4 separate regions of the Mus musculus genome follow, and all the other regions are linked to region 2. The links are chromatin contacts, called in public HiChIP or PLAC-seq and promoter capture Hi-C maps. All regions are on one chromosome and are shown on one strand. The core of a region is the stretch at or near the end of the contact, and the rest is flanking DNA. Distances in the headings are between cores, read along the strand shown.

What was found. Promoter capture Hi-C pulls out the DNA fragments that hold promoters and counts their contacts. HiChIP or PLAC-seq counts read pairs in DNA pulled down with a chosen protein or histone mark.
Region 1: a promoter capture Hi-C map of embryonic stem cells shows a contact between it and region 2, with 2.7 times the contacts expected there. The contact joins the promoter of Ralbp1 here to the promoter of AU016765 in region 2.
Region 3: an H3K27ac HiChIP or PLAC-seq map of embryonic stem cells shows a contact between it and region 2, with 2.8 times the contacts expected there. The contact joins the promoter of Fbxl17 here to the promoter of AU016765 in region 2. A contact is called at or near these places in 2 of 39 promoter capture datasets (embryonic stem cells and hippocampal neurons) and 2 of 115 datasets of contacts at active chromatin or transcription factors (embryonic forebrain and embryonic stem cells).
Region 4: a promoter capture Hi-C map of embryonic stem cells shows a contact between it and region 2, with 3 times the contacts expected there. The contact joins the promoter of Txndc2 here to the promoter of AU016765 in region 2. A contact is called at or near these places in 2 of 39 promoter capture datasets (embryonic stem cells and hippocampal neurons), 1 of 115 datasets of contacts at active chromatin or transcription factors (embryonic stem cells) and 1 of 9 other capture datasets (embryonic stem cells).

The regions. Positions count from the first base shown.
Region 1 is chr17:65,883,245-65,886,427 of GRCm38.p6, forward strand. Ralbp1 (ralA binding protein 1) reads right to left here and starts at 1,679. Exons shown (of 10, transcript NM_001198949.1): 1 at 1,434-1,679.
Region 2 is chr17:64,553,764-64,556,859 of GRCm38.p6, forward strand. It overlaps AU016765 (expressed sequence AU016765), which reads right to left and starts at 1,827. Exons shown (of 4, transcript NR_045899.1): 1 at 1,641-1,827.
Region 3 is chr17:63,498,869-63,502,055 of GRCm38.p6, forward strand. It overlaps Fbxl17 (F-box and leucine-rich repeat protein 17), which reads right to left and starts at 1,712. Exons shown (of 9, transcript NM_015794.1): 1 at 157-1,712. The coding sequence starts at 1,149.
Region 4 is chr17:65,640,686-65,643,740 of GRCm38.p6, forward strand. Txndc2 (thioredoxin domain containing 2 (spermatozoa)) reads right to left here and starts at 1,519. Exons shown (of 3, transcript NM_001146002.1): 1 at 1,292-1,519. The coding sequence starts at 1,296. Gm35477 (a long non-coding RNA gene) reads left to right here and starts at 1,625. Exons shown (of 5, transcript XR_003952220.1): 1 at 1,625-1,694; 2 at 1,779-2,308; 3 at 2,543-2,655; 4 at 2,767-2,859; 5 at 3,036-3,055.

The DNA.
Region 1 (3,183 bases), core at 429-2,928, 1.3 Mb after region 2:
AAAAAGACAGCAAATTCAGCTATTGTAACTTGTTTCTAGATTCTCTGTGATTGTTTGTTTGTTTGTTGTTTGAGACAGGATTTCTGTTTAGCCCTGGCTATACTGGAACCCGCTCTGTAACAAGGCTGACTTCAAACTCACAGAGCTCTGCCTCCAGAGAGCTGGGACTGAAGGTGTGTGCCACCACCAGCTGGCTTCTAGATACTTCGTTTTAAAATTTACTTAACAGCAACTGCTATTAAACTAACCTATCTCTCTTGGGTCTATGGGACACACTGAAAAACAAGAAGCACTCTACTGACTGCAGACCTCTGAAAATGCTAACACCACTAACAGGAGTTCTTCATTTTGAAGAAGACATCCAGGACCTTGAAATCATCGAGATAATTCCTACTACAGAAAGTGATGGGACCTTTCCTTAAAGTGCTGTCTGAACACTAAACCAAAAGTAGGCTTATAACTTATCACTGAGTACTTTGTTAATAACGGCCAAGTATAGGTAATGCTACCCCAAAGCACCAGTGTTAGCCCACCCCCGTTCCATCAACACCACCAAAGCTGGGCAGTGCAACAGCTCAATGCCCACACTATAGCACTTCTGTCACAAGCACAGACCTCTAATGAAAACAGCTGTGATCTCTAAAAACCTTAGGGTACGCACGCTGCTCTCTCTGGAAGAATCCTTGTAATAATCTCCAAACTTGAACCAGCCCTACCTACTTCAGGAGACTGGAAAGTGGAGTAATTCGTCAAACCTGTTTCACAACGACATATTTAAAAGATGGAAAAAGAAAGCTGGCCTCGACTGAGAACACTCTGGTACGAAAACGCTTGAAAACGCCGTTGAGAATGGAGCTCCTAACTCCAGATCAGACAGAACACTTCTGAACCCTGGAACAAGTACCACTGCAAACAGGGTCGTCCCCTTGCCCAACGCCTGCCACGGGCGACAACAGGAGCTGTTCCCCCGACTCTACCCGGCAAACACGGAGACAGGTGGGCGAGCCAGATGCGCGAGGCAGATGCGACCCATAAACCGGAAGGCTTGCGTCAGGCCAGTCCCCGGCCGCAGCTCCGGCCAGGTGTGGCCCGCAGGGATGCCCCGAGGCCTGGAAGGGTCCGAGGAAGCAGCTGGACTCCCAACTAGCCTCTGGGTCCCAGAGCAACACAGGACACACCCGGGTGCTCCCAAGGAGGCCTGTCGGGCAGGCGGCGTGACCCACCCCAAAGGAGCAAGCTCCGGGGTGAAGCTTTCACGGACAACGTAAGGCGGGGCGGCCACGCCCCCCACCCCCAACTCCCATTCCGAGCCCGGGATCCCAAGCCCGGCACGCTGCGTGACAGGCGCGGGCGCGAGGCCGGGCGCCCGACGGCTCCCACGGACACCGCCGCAGCGTTGCGACCCCCGCGAGCGTCCGCTCCCCGCCACTGACCAGTGCCTGCCGCCGAGCGACCGTCCGCTCCGCTGCAGCCGCCGCCGCCTCCTCGCACTCACGCTTCCGCCACAACCGCCGCCTCCTGCGCTGCACCCCGGGCCGGCCGCGGGAGCCCCATTCCCACCCCGCCCAGCCTTCGCCTGTTTACAATGATTGGGACAGAACAGGACGAGCCGGCCCAGCGCGCACGCGCACGCCCTCCTCCCGCCGCAGCCGGCTTCCCGGGTCCTCGGCTCCTTGGCCGTGACGGCTAGGGCCGGCTAGGGCAAACGCCCCGCGTCCTCGCGTGGGGCACGCCGGGAGTTGTAGTTCTAGTTAACCCAACGCCCCGCTGCTGTAGGGCCCTTGTCTCCGACATAAACCACAACGCCCAGAAAGCACCGCGCCTCCCGAGCTGGAACTCGTTAAGGGGGAACAGGGAACCCGCGAGAGGATGCGCCAAACGCTAAGGCTCTGCAGGCGCCTGCGCAGTGTTCTGGGGAGCGAGTGGAACACACACACCTACCGGAGCGAATCCAAGTGAAAACAGTGTGGGAGCCCTGCGGAGCTCTGCTGGAAAGAAAGCGCGTTCCTCCCCAAGCTCTGGCCTGGTGTCCGCAGCTACTGAGAGTGACACTTTTCCCCCCAGCGTCTGCGTACTTTAAGTGGTTCCAACCAGTTAAACCAGCCTGGGCTGCTGACCCACCCCGCCTCTGGGCGGAGCACCTTGCTGGCCTTCTTTGGGCGGAGATCTTCCTTTGGAGAATTCTTGCCTGGGGGTTTGGAGAAAGGAGGCTTCTGGGGCCAGGGCTGGGCAATCCGCAGGACCCCTGAAGTGTGTTGACTTGCGGGAAACTGCTGGCTCCCACCCACTTGCCTCCGCAGTTAGCAATCCATACCCGAGTTAAAGCCGCACAGCATCACGTTCAGCTTACAAATAGAAACAGCTGCGTATCCTCCAGAAGTCCCCCACGAAGGACGGAAAACGTGTTGGCTGGTGCATACTGTAATAAACAGCACTCCATGGAATTATTCTGGGTTTATGACATTGGCAGTCAGAAGAGAGATGAGATTTCTAGTGTCTGCTTCTTCACTGATCCATCGTGTGCTACACTCCCAAGCCATCTTTGCTCAAATATGACAAGTCCATCCCCTTGTGCAAAAGAGTCACTCCCAGTGGAACACTGAGGTCCTAGAGGGACCTTTCCACAACCCCTGTAGCAATAAAACAGCCTCCATGAGAAGATGGCCTGTGAGTACGCCAGTTAAATTACTCCTTCCCGCTGGCAGTTCTGATTTGGTCAAGGGATAAGCACTGCCTGAGCGGGGCTTTATGGAGCCTTCCCTGGAATTGACATATGGGATAATGAGGTGGGGAAAGAGGCTTTTTTTTTTTTTTTTAACTGAGTAATTTACGTGTAACATCACGTGACTCGTTCACCGTGGAAGTGAATAAGGCTGAAAGCAGAGAAGTGGGGGACACAGCAAGGGAGAGGGAAAAGCAAGAGTGAAGACTGACTTCCTTCTGAGCCATAGTTTCTGCAGAGCCTTTAAGTGCCGCGTTTACGTGAGCCAATCCAGGAGTAATCTATGCACACTTTTTTTTATTATTTATTTGTGCTAATGGAGGTGCAAATAAAGAGCATATTTATTGGCTGTTTCTCAGCAGTCTTCCCTCCCCCTTAAGGAACACCACATAACCATTTCCGCTGGTAACTGTTTTAGAACTAGGCATCATGTCCAACCAGAGCCAATAACCCACAGAGAC
Region 2 (3,096 bases), core at 577-3,076:
TCCCTGCTATTCTTTATTAAAACGCTATGCTTCAGGCACTGTTCTGTGTACTTACTATATTCAGCAAAAACCTGAATGATTACTAAAATACCCATAAGATCAAATAACACAAATCTTAGGATTCCTATCATCATACCTATCTAAAATATAATACGTAAGTCTGAAGAAAGCAGGAACAGATAAGCTGAAGAAAAATCATATGGTTACTTGGGACACTTGATTTTCTCTTTTCATTTTTTTCCAAAGTGTCCTTATATGTTGGGATCAAGGAAGTAGTCAAACTAGGTTCTAGAGGCAGTGTGGGTTTTTTTTGTGGACTTCTAATTTTTTGATGTTGGGGTTTTTCACTCTAATTAGGAATTTAGGTTCCCTGAGTGTTGAAATTTGGGATAAAAGTTGGTGATGGTGTTTTAACAAATACATACACACACACACATATACATACATACATATATATATATATATACACACACACATACACACATACACACACACACACACATATATATATATCATAGTTCTAGTGACCCGGAGAGAAAAAAGAAATGAAATAGGCCCAAGTAGCTATAAATTGAAAGATGTTTATATTAAAAAAAAAATTATGATCAGAAATGTGTTTTGGGAATCATCATGGGTTGCTGGAAATGTGCTAGAATCTATTGTTTCATCAAGAATTCAGATTGTGGAATCAAACAGTCAGACACACCAAATAGATGATGGTGATGATTGACAGCTGCGGTGTGTATGGGCCTGGCCACGGGAGGATGCTGAAGCTCAAGGCTGGCAAGGATTTCAGGCCCCACTAGCATCCTCTCAGCGCGTCATCATAGCTCTGCATTGTCATTGATCACCACGCTTCGGTGCCGCAAGGACGAGGATCTTTCTTGGCAATGGGTGCTTGTTTCTGAGACCTTTTTGTTTGACTTTGTCTCTTTGACATATTTACCCAATCCCAAAGATTTCAGTCAGTTTTATTTACACAGTCTGAGTTAACACCCCCTCCCCAACTAACTATATTGTCATCGCCAAGACATGTGACCAATTTCCCATGAGCATGGAGCATTTCCTGGTTATCAACCACCATGAGTAAACCCCACCCTAGAAGGCCTTCAGAAATTCCCAAGTAGAACCAAACACCACTTGTAACTTTTTTTTTCCCTTCCTTCCTTAGGTAGGCAGAAATTGTACTATCATTGAAAATCAGTCTGGTGGTTCACTTCACCGCAAGGACAAAGAATTCAGTCTCATACCATGGATTTTTAAAAAAATGATAAAATGCACAGAGTGAAAAGCATTCCATGAGTGATTTCACACATGCTGCTAAGTACGGCAGAGTATTGCCAAGACTGGCCTTTAATCTCCATGGGAAGCCATAACAGCTGTACACTCTTATTTGCTGTCAAATGCCTTTTGCATGGTTCTTAGAGAAGACAGGAGGCAGGAAATCCTTCCCATTTATCTTACCTTACTTTCTTTGACCCGCATCTCTTCTCATTAGCCCTCTATATCTGTTGATAGCTTAGAATGTGCAGATTTTGCCAGCCCCAGGCAGAACAATCAAGCTGGATAGAAGAGGTTTGGTGTTCCCCCAACTGCCTTGGAGGCACCTGTCTGCCTCCTCTTCTCAGTGAGCTTCTCACCTCCTGACCTCAGCTCCAGTCCACGCCAGCACGGATCCTCAGTAAGACTCAGTTCGGTGTATTCTTGTGTGGGATCATGTGTCATCAAGTTCCACCTGGCTGGATGAAGTGAGCCTGGAGGAGCAGAACAGCGGGAGGGAAGTCGGACTTACTGAAGTCGTCTGTCTCCTGAGTCAGGAAGAGCAAGGATCTAGACTCTTAGCAGGTGCTGAGTAATACTCTACCCTTTCTCCTGGAAAACAAGAACCCAGAAGGTTCTGGACCAACCAATGCAGAATAATCAGAGGAACTGAATTTGATTGGTGGTAGGAAACCCTTTGGACAATCATTATCAGCTTTAAGCAATTAACTAGTTAAGCTAAAATGTCAACTGGTTGATTGGCTAAAGCTGTAGGTAGTTCATGAATCCTCTAGTTTGCCTCTTTTTTTTTTTTTTTTTCTATAAATACTATTGTTGTGGATTTGGTCTGTTATTGGTGATGGTGGGAGGCTTTTGTTTTTGTTTTCTTGGTTATTGGATTAGTTTTGTTTCTTTGTTTAGGTAAGGATAAATGGCCTGGGATATATTCCTTTTAGCACTACCTGTAGGCATTTCTAGGTATGCTTTGGGTTCTTCTGACCTCCTACTGCATTAAAACTCAAAACTGTCTACATTAAAACTAAAATCACTACACTTTCCCAACTTTGACACCACTCCCTTCACCTGGAAACAGTTCTCAACCCCCTTTAGAACTGCCTACCTACTCAACGGATACATAAGTCACATACATAGTAAGAAGTGGATGGTTTCAGTGGTATTGTAAATGTAAGTTTTTTGGGAATTTTATGAGTCATTTGGCATGACTTGGTGACTTGCCATCAGCCCTAAGTGATAATTATATATATAACAAATGCTACACAAACTAGCTGTCCTCCATCCCTGGAGTGTAAGATCTAGGCTCGACTCGGAGGCGATGGCTCCCACCATGCTGATAGCTGTCTGCGTTACTGGTTCTTGAATACCTCCTTGCTTGACATGTGTTTGGGATCCATTTGTTGAGCAGATGAATGAATTTGAGACAGGATGCACGTTTATTCTGGCCTTTGCTTAAAACTCTGAGCCTAGGCAGACTCCCCATGGCTCCATCCTGCCTGCCAACAAGTTCCTGTGATAGGTTGCCTCCTTGGCTACCTACCCATCCTCTCATGGTTTTACTCCTAGCTGGTAGTTCGCTTTCTGCCTCTTTCATCTCCTGCCCAGGTTCATGGACATCTGACAATACATTTCAGTAGCTAGGGAGAAAACACTGGCAACTTTCAGAGCCCTCCCTGGCTTCTAGTTCAGCCACACGGTTTCTGTGTGATCTCAGAAGCTCACAGCCTCCTGTAGCCTTGGTGGTTTTATGAATTAGAACGTATGTCATCGTCATCAAGCTGTGTCCATCCCAGTGGGATCACGGGAATCAAAGGAGCCGAC
Region 3 (3,187 bases), core at 462-2,961, 1.1 Mb before region 2:
CAGTCTCCCCTTCCGGCGTCCCCCGGCTGTCAGGGAACCCCCCCCCCTCCTCTGCACACAGGGGGAGGAGAGAGAAAGCCTCGGAGGCGGGGGAGCCGGGTTAGGGGGGCGGGGGGGGGGGAGTGAGCATCCCTGCGCCTCCTCGCCCAGACCCACCTTAAGCAGGATGGACGGCGGCAGTTGGTTGATGTCTGGGATCTCGGGGGGCGGCTCCCTGTGACAGTCGCAGGGGTTTTCGGGGGGCTCCTGACAGTCCGCGTCGCCGCTCTCGGGCTGCTGCTGGGCAGACGAGGGGGCGGTGCCCCCGGCTCGGACTGTGTCCCCGGCGGCGGCCACGATGGGGGCACACTCTGAGGCGGGAGAGGCGGGCGCGGGGCAGAGCGGCGGCGGGGGCTGCTCCGGGGCCTGGCAGCAGCCGGCATCGGGCGGCCGCGGCGGCGAGGCACCTCCTCCCGCGGGCCCTCCCCCGCCGCCGCCGCCCCCGCCGCAGCCCCCGCAGCCGCAACGGGGCTGCTTGCAGGGGGTGCAGGCGGGGACCCCGGCCCCTTTCCGCTTGCAAACCATCTCGAGGGCCGTGGCGGGCTCGGCCTGCGGCGGCGGCGCCGGCGGTGCCCGGAAGAGCTGCACGGCGGCCAGCGGTCCCAGGAAGCGCACGGGCCCCACGCCGGCCAGGAAGAGGCTCCGGCCCTGCTGCTCCCAGGCGGCGGCGGCGGCCAGCCCCAGCTCCTTGCAGCAGGACGCGGGCGACGAGGCAGCGGCGGCGGCGGCGGCGGCCGAGGACAGCAGGAAGCGGCGTGCGGCGGCGGCGCAGTCCTCGGCGGCCAGGGCCGCGTAGCGCCGCGCCAAGTGCTGCGAGGAGACGGCGGCGTAGGCCCCGTCCCGCGGCGGCGGCGGCGGTGGCGAGAGCGGCGGCTCCTCCTCTAGGCCGGCGGAGGCGGGCGCGCCGGGGCTGTGCACGATGAAGCAGAGCATGCAGGGCCCGCGGAAGAAGCAGTCCCGGCTCCGGGGCGCCGCGGGCTGCGGGGACGCCTTGGCCAGAGCCCGGCGGGGCAGTCTGAGGAGAGGGCGCCGGCGGCGACACCAGCTGCAGCAGCGAGGCCTCTTCTGGCTCGGGCGGTTACGCGGCTCCTTCGAGAGAAGGTGGCCCATATAGAAGGCCCCGAGGAGGGCGACCGGGACGGGGCGGGAGAGGGAGGCCCGAGGGGCGGGCTCCGGCGGCGGGGCAGGCCGCTGGCTGGGTCGCCCGCGCCGCGCACCCGGCACACGCGACGGCGGGGGTGGGCGTCAGCTGCGGGCCGCCCGGGTGCCCGACGCGGGCTACATGCTTTGCCCCCCGGGGAGCCGGGAGGAGGACGGGCGCGAGCTGTGGGGACGCGAGGGAGGGAAGCGAGTCTGCCGGCCAGGCCAGCCGGTTCAGTCAGTCAGCGCCGCGGCGGGGGCAGCGCGGGCCCGACTCGGACCATTTTAACTGCGGCTGGGCCGGCGGCGCGCGAGCCCGCGACACGGCCCGTCGCCGCGGGAGCGCGCCGCCCGCTCCGGGAGGGGGCGGAGCCGCCCGCGGGGGCGCGCGGGTCTCACCCAGGGGCGGGAGCGCCGCCGGGGGAGAAGCGGGGACCTCGGGGCTGCGCGCTGACGGGGCCGCGCACTCCCTCCGGCTGCACACGGAGGTGGCCTGGACGCCTCCGGGCTCACGCCCCTCTCCCGAAGCGGATGGAGACGCTTCCGAGCCAGCTGGGTGACATCCGTTTCCACGGCCGCGCTGACGTCTGGAGGTGTAAGTTCAAGAGCTGCCATTGGCCAGGCTCAGCTTGGCTCTTCCCCTTCACTTCCCACCCCACCATCGCCCTGACTCGGAAACTGAGGCCAATTGAGAACGGAAGAACCAGTTCCACCTGAGAGGCCTGAGCCCTTGGGTGATGGGTGACAGTCCAGTAAGGATCCGTTAGCTAGGTGACTACACTGATTCTACTCCTGTGTCTAGGCACCTGTTGCATACTGCTGCCTTTGCACACAATTGCGGGCTGAAAACATGTATCACGCTGAAAACAGGTATACACGCTGGAAAAAACACTCCAACATTCCAGGCTCCAAGCTCAATGTTACTGTTGTTTGACACCTTGAAATCCAGTCTGTCCACTCTGTGAATATTAGTGTGGTGCCCTTAGGACAGACTTTGGTGGCTAAGGTGGGGAACTAAAACATGCAAGTTGATCAGACTTCAGAAGTCTTAAGTTACAGTGATGACACAGGTTCTCGGATGGGGAGAGGTCAGCTTTCACAGGGGAGAAGGTAGGGAAAGTTAGTTGTCTTAGTCTCTTCTGCTGCTATAACAATGCTACATACAACAGTAAACTATGAAGAAGTTTATCTCGCTCTGGAGGCTTTGGAAAGTAGAATAACATGCAGTGTCAGCTAAGTGGCAGGGTAAAAGCGCCGGAAACTGTCTATCATTTTTTATCGGGAACCTACTCTTGTGGTAACAATTTGTTCCTGGAGGGCGGAACTCTAGTGTCCTCATCACCTCTTAAAGGACCCCCTTAGGAATGTTGCATGCATACTGTTAACAGTAGCAAATTTCAGGGTAAGTTTTGGAGGGAACTTTGAAACCATGCTAAGAGTCCAAAGCAGTGGATCAGGCAGTGGAGAGGACTTTAGAAAAAGTGTCAGTGGGGGGAGTGGCAGAAAAGAAACAAAGGCTGCGAAGAAATGAGGTGATTTGTTTCTGGCAGTTTCTACTCTTCATTAAAAGAAGCCCCACCCCTCCCTGCTGAAGAATATACTCCCTGGGTATATTCAAAAGCTACCGGGGAGAGAGTTGAGGATATCAGAATTTCAAAAACCAATGGGAAAAAGATTTGTCCAGATATTCACATATTTGTTACTCTCAAATGTGCTGTCTGAACTCCTTCACCTACGGATATCCCCCACATGCCCATGGTTCTTCTGCCTGTAATCGAGGAAAGGGTCTTCCAGGCTCTCAGAGCTCCATTCGTGAATCGTCAAGTTATGGCCATCTCGGCTTGGCTCTTTTCTAGAGCAAATGAAGCTAAAATTGTGCAGAAAGTACAGCCCTGTCAGTTTCTTGTAAGTCAAGCATTCGTCTACCCTTTGGCACATAAAGACCCACATCTTGTGTTCACCAAGAGAAATAAAGTCCTGTCTGCAAAAAGACTTGTATGGAAACGCA
Region 4 (3,055 bases), core at 269-2,768, 1.1 Mb after region 2:
TCTGAGATGACTCCAGTAGTGTCAAGTTGAAATGAAACTAACTAGTACTTTCTTACAACTTACTTAGGCTCCCTGGAGAACCTCCTTAGTCCCTCCTGAAGGACGATCCCCCGAAGACACTAGGTCACCTCTCAGCATTCCTATACTAGAAGCTTCCAACTCACAAACACTTGAGAACAAACTACAGTACTCACTGTAGCTTTCTCCTAAGCATTGCCTCTGAGAAGTATCACATGATAGCAAATATGTATCTCCTGCTGGACTGTCTTTTCCCTCCTCCATAAGCCCTCCTCATGTGTCACCATCCTCCTACCTTCTGCCTTGTGGCTAGTCCCAGTTGGATCAGCCATGTGTACCTCACTAGGCATAACTACAACCGAATTACCTTTCCACAGGCTGGGGTGAAGCTCAATCGTATAACTTGCCTAGCACTAGGTTCCATCTTTAGCAACACAAAGCGCATGCTTGCTCTTGTACATGTGCATGCACACGCACATACACATATGCACATGCGCATGGACACACACACACTCCTCCTGTAAGTGCAGACTACTCATGTGCAAGTAAGCATGCTCATGTGTGGGTACACACATATGCTCCTGGGCACGCATGTGTGCGCACACACACCTTTCAGAAAGAGTTCTGTTATCTTTTTCGAGGTCGCTTGCTTGCTTTCCGAATTTACTCTGCCTAGCCATCCAGTCCCAAGAATATATGTGAAAATTGAAGTTTTGCATTTAAGGCAAAGTTTTAAATTATTTTATGTTTATGGGTTTTTGTTTACAGGTCTGTCTGTAGGCACCACTTACATGCCCGGTGTCCAAAGAGGCCATAAAAGAGCATCAGATCCCCCAAAACTGGAGTTACGGACAGTTGCGAGCTGTCATGTGGGTGCTGGGAATCAAACCTGGGTTCTCCAGAAGAGCAGCCAGGTGCTCTTAACCATTGAGCCATCTCTCCAGCCCAAGGTCTGCATTCTTAACAGAGATGTATTTCTATGTTTCTTTTACCACACTATATACTAACAGTCAAAATGAAAGAGGTTGTCTAGACAGTGGCATGTCCATGTTGTCTATAGAAGCTTTGAGACATTGACTAGAAGCGACGTAATCATCTGGGCTTGGATAGCAAACATATTCTACTAAGGGAAAAAGGGATGCTGGTATCAGCCCATGCATTTCTTTCCTAATAGAATATACATTCTCTGTTCCTTCCTCCCCAGTCTTGATCATACCCACCCACTTCCCCTTTCCCTCCTCCTCATGTAATCTCAACACATTTCCCTCCTCACTCCATGTCCGTCTCTTTTCTGCAGCCCACTGAGTCCGATTAGCGCTGTCGGTTGGAACGCTGGCTGGTCTTGCTGGTTTGATCTTGTGTGGCGGCTGTGAGTCCGTGAGTGCCACAGCCAGGAGACAGCATCTCACAGCATTCCTTCCCCTATCACGTGCATCCTTCTTCTCCTCTCTTCTAGGATGGTCCCAGGAGCCTTGTAGAGGAGGGTTGATATAGGCGTTTCATTTAGGGCTGAGTGCTTCTCAACCCTTTCACAATTGTTGGTGTCATAGAAGGGATATTGTTACACGGGGCTTCATTCCTTGGATGTGGGCTTTACAAGGCAGCAAAGGATGATGACATTGTGATGTCAATGAGGCTTCCCAGATGAGAGGAAGGGACAATTTCTCTTCCACGCTGTGAGTGGGGAAGCCAGAGGGTAGGCACATATCCGGTCTCAAGCTAGAAGCATCAGTGTAGATGTTGGCTTCATGTGCCCACAGGAAACCTGAAAGCTGAAAGTCATGCTCTGATGTTCTCACTGAGGAGTCTCCAGGAAGATCCACATCCACAATGGATGCCATAGCCTATTCAGGATTTGTCCCAGCAGAGAAGTGAGTGCAGGCCCAAGACAGTGGGGTAGGGGACACAAGCCTGCAGGGGAAATGCTAAGGATCTGTCCGTCCTACGCATACCCGAGTGAGGCTGGGAACAATTAGACTAATGGACCATGGAGGCCTACAGATGGCAAAGCAGCCTGTCTGCTGGGAAAGGGGATATGGTCAGAGGCAAGAATCACTGTATTAGAAAGAGGACAGTGTCTTCTGGTACATCAAGGGATTGCTTGTGCTTCTCAGCCCAGGGCCAAACAAAGCCAGGCCACACTTCACAAGGGAAACCAGCAAGAGGTCAGAGAGCCTGGCACAGTGAATCCATAGAGCTCTGTGTACCCACCTGCGTGGGAGAGGGAGGAACCTGAAACACAAGGCTGTCGCTACAGCAAAGAGAGCCCTGGGTGCTGAAATTCTAACAGGTTCGTTTAATTTGTCATGCCTGCTTCTCTGAGCTCCTTCTTAATCCCATTGAGGAAAGGCTCAAGGGGAAGATTTAGATTCATTAAAAAAAAAAAAAAAGCGTTTGAAGCTGCACTAAATCCAACTGTCTTAGCGAGAGCGAGGAAATCGGCCTCTGCTGTGGCTGCTGCCTGGATCTTGGTCATGTGTTAGCTTGGCAGAGCTCTGCTGGTGTTTTCCTTTTCCTCTCGCAGCTGATGGATTTCAAGACACTCGAAACACTAATGGTGCTGAAGAATTTCCATTCCACTCGTGGTGTGTTTGCCTTCTGCACAGGCATGTCTCCCAGTCGCCCAGGAACCCTTCTGTGAGTCAGGGTGTGTCTTACTTAGGAAGCAAATAACCAGCTATTTTAAGCACAAGAAGGTTTAGGCAGTTATGAAATAGCCTGAAAGGATCTTATTTGGTCTCCAAACAGTGTGCAGTATGGCAGAACAGACCTACCCATGGGGCTGCCGCCGCCAAGACTCCAGGAAGACTGGGGGAGGAGGCTGCCACGACCACCACCAAGGTGGGCTTCAAGCACTTTCTGCCAGAGATGCAATCCCAGAGGGGGGGGCCTCTGGATTTCCTCTCAGATCAAATCCAGAGGTGAACACTGGCATTCGGCTCCTGTATTCCTTCCCTCTGGGCTTCTGGAAAGAAAGAGTAGAGCCAGATGTAAATGGTGCCCTCCTTCTCATGCAGGTTCATGGAAAATCTAAGCT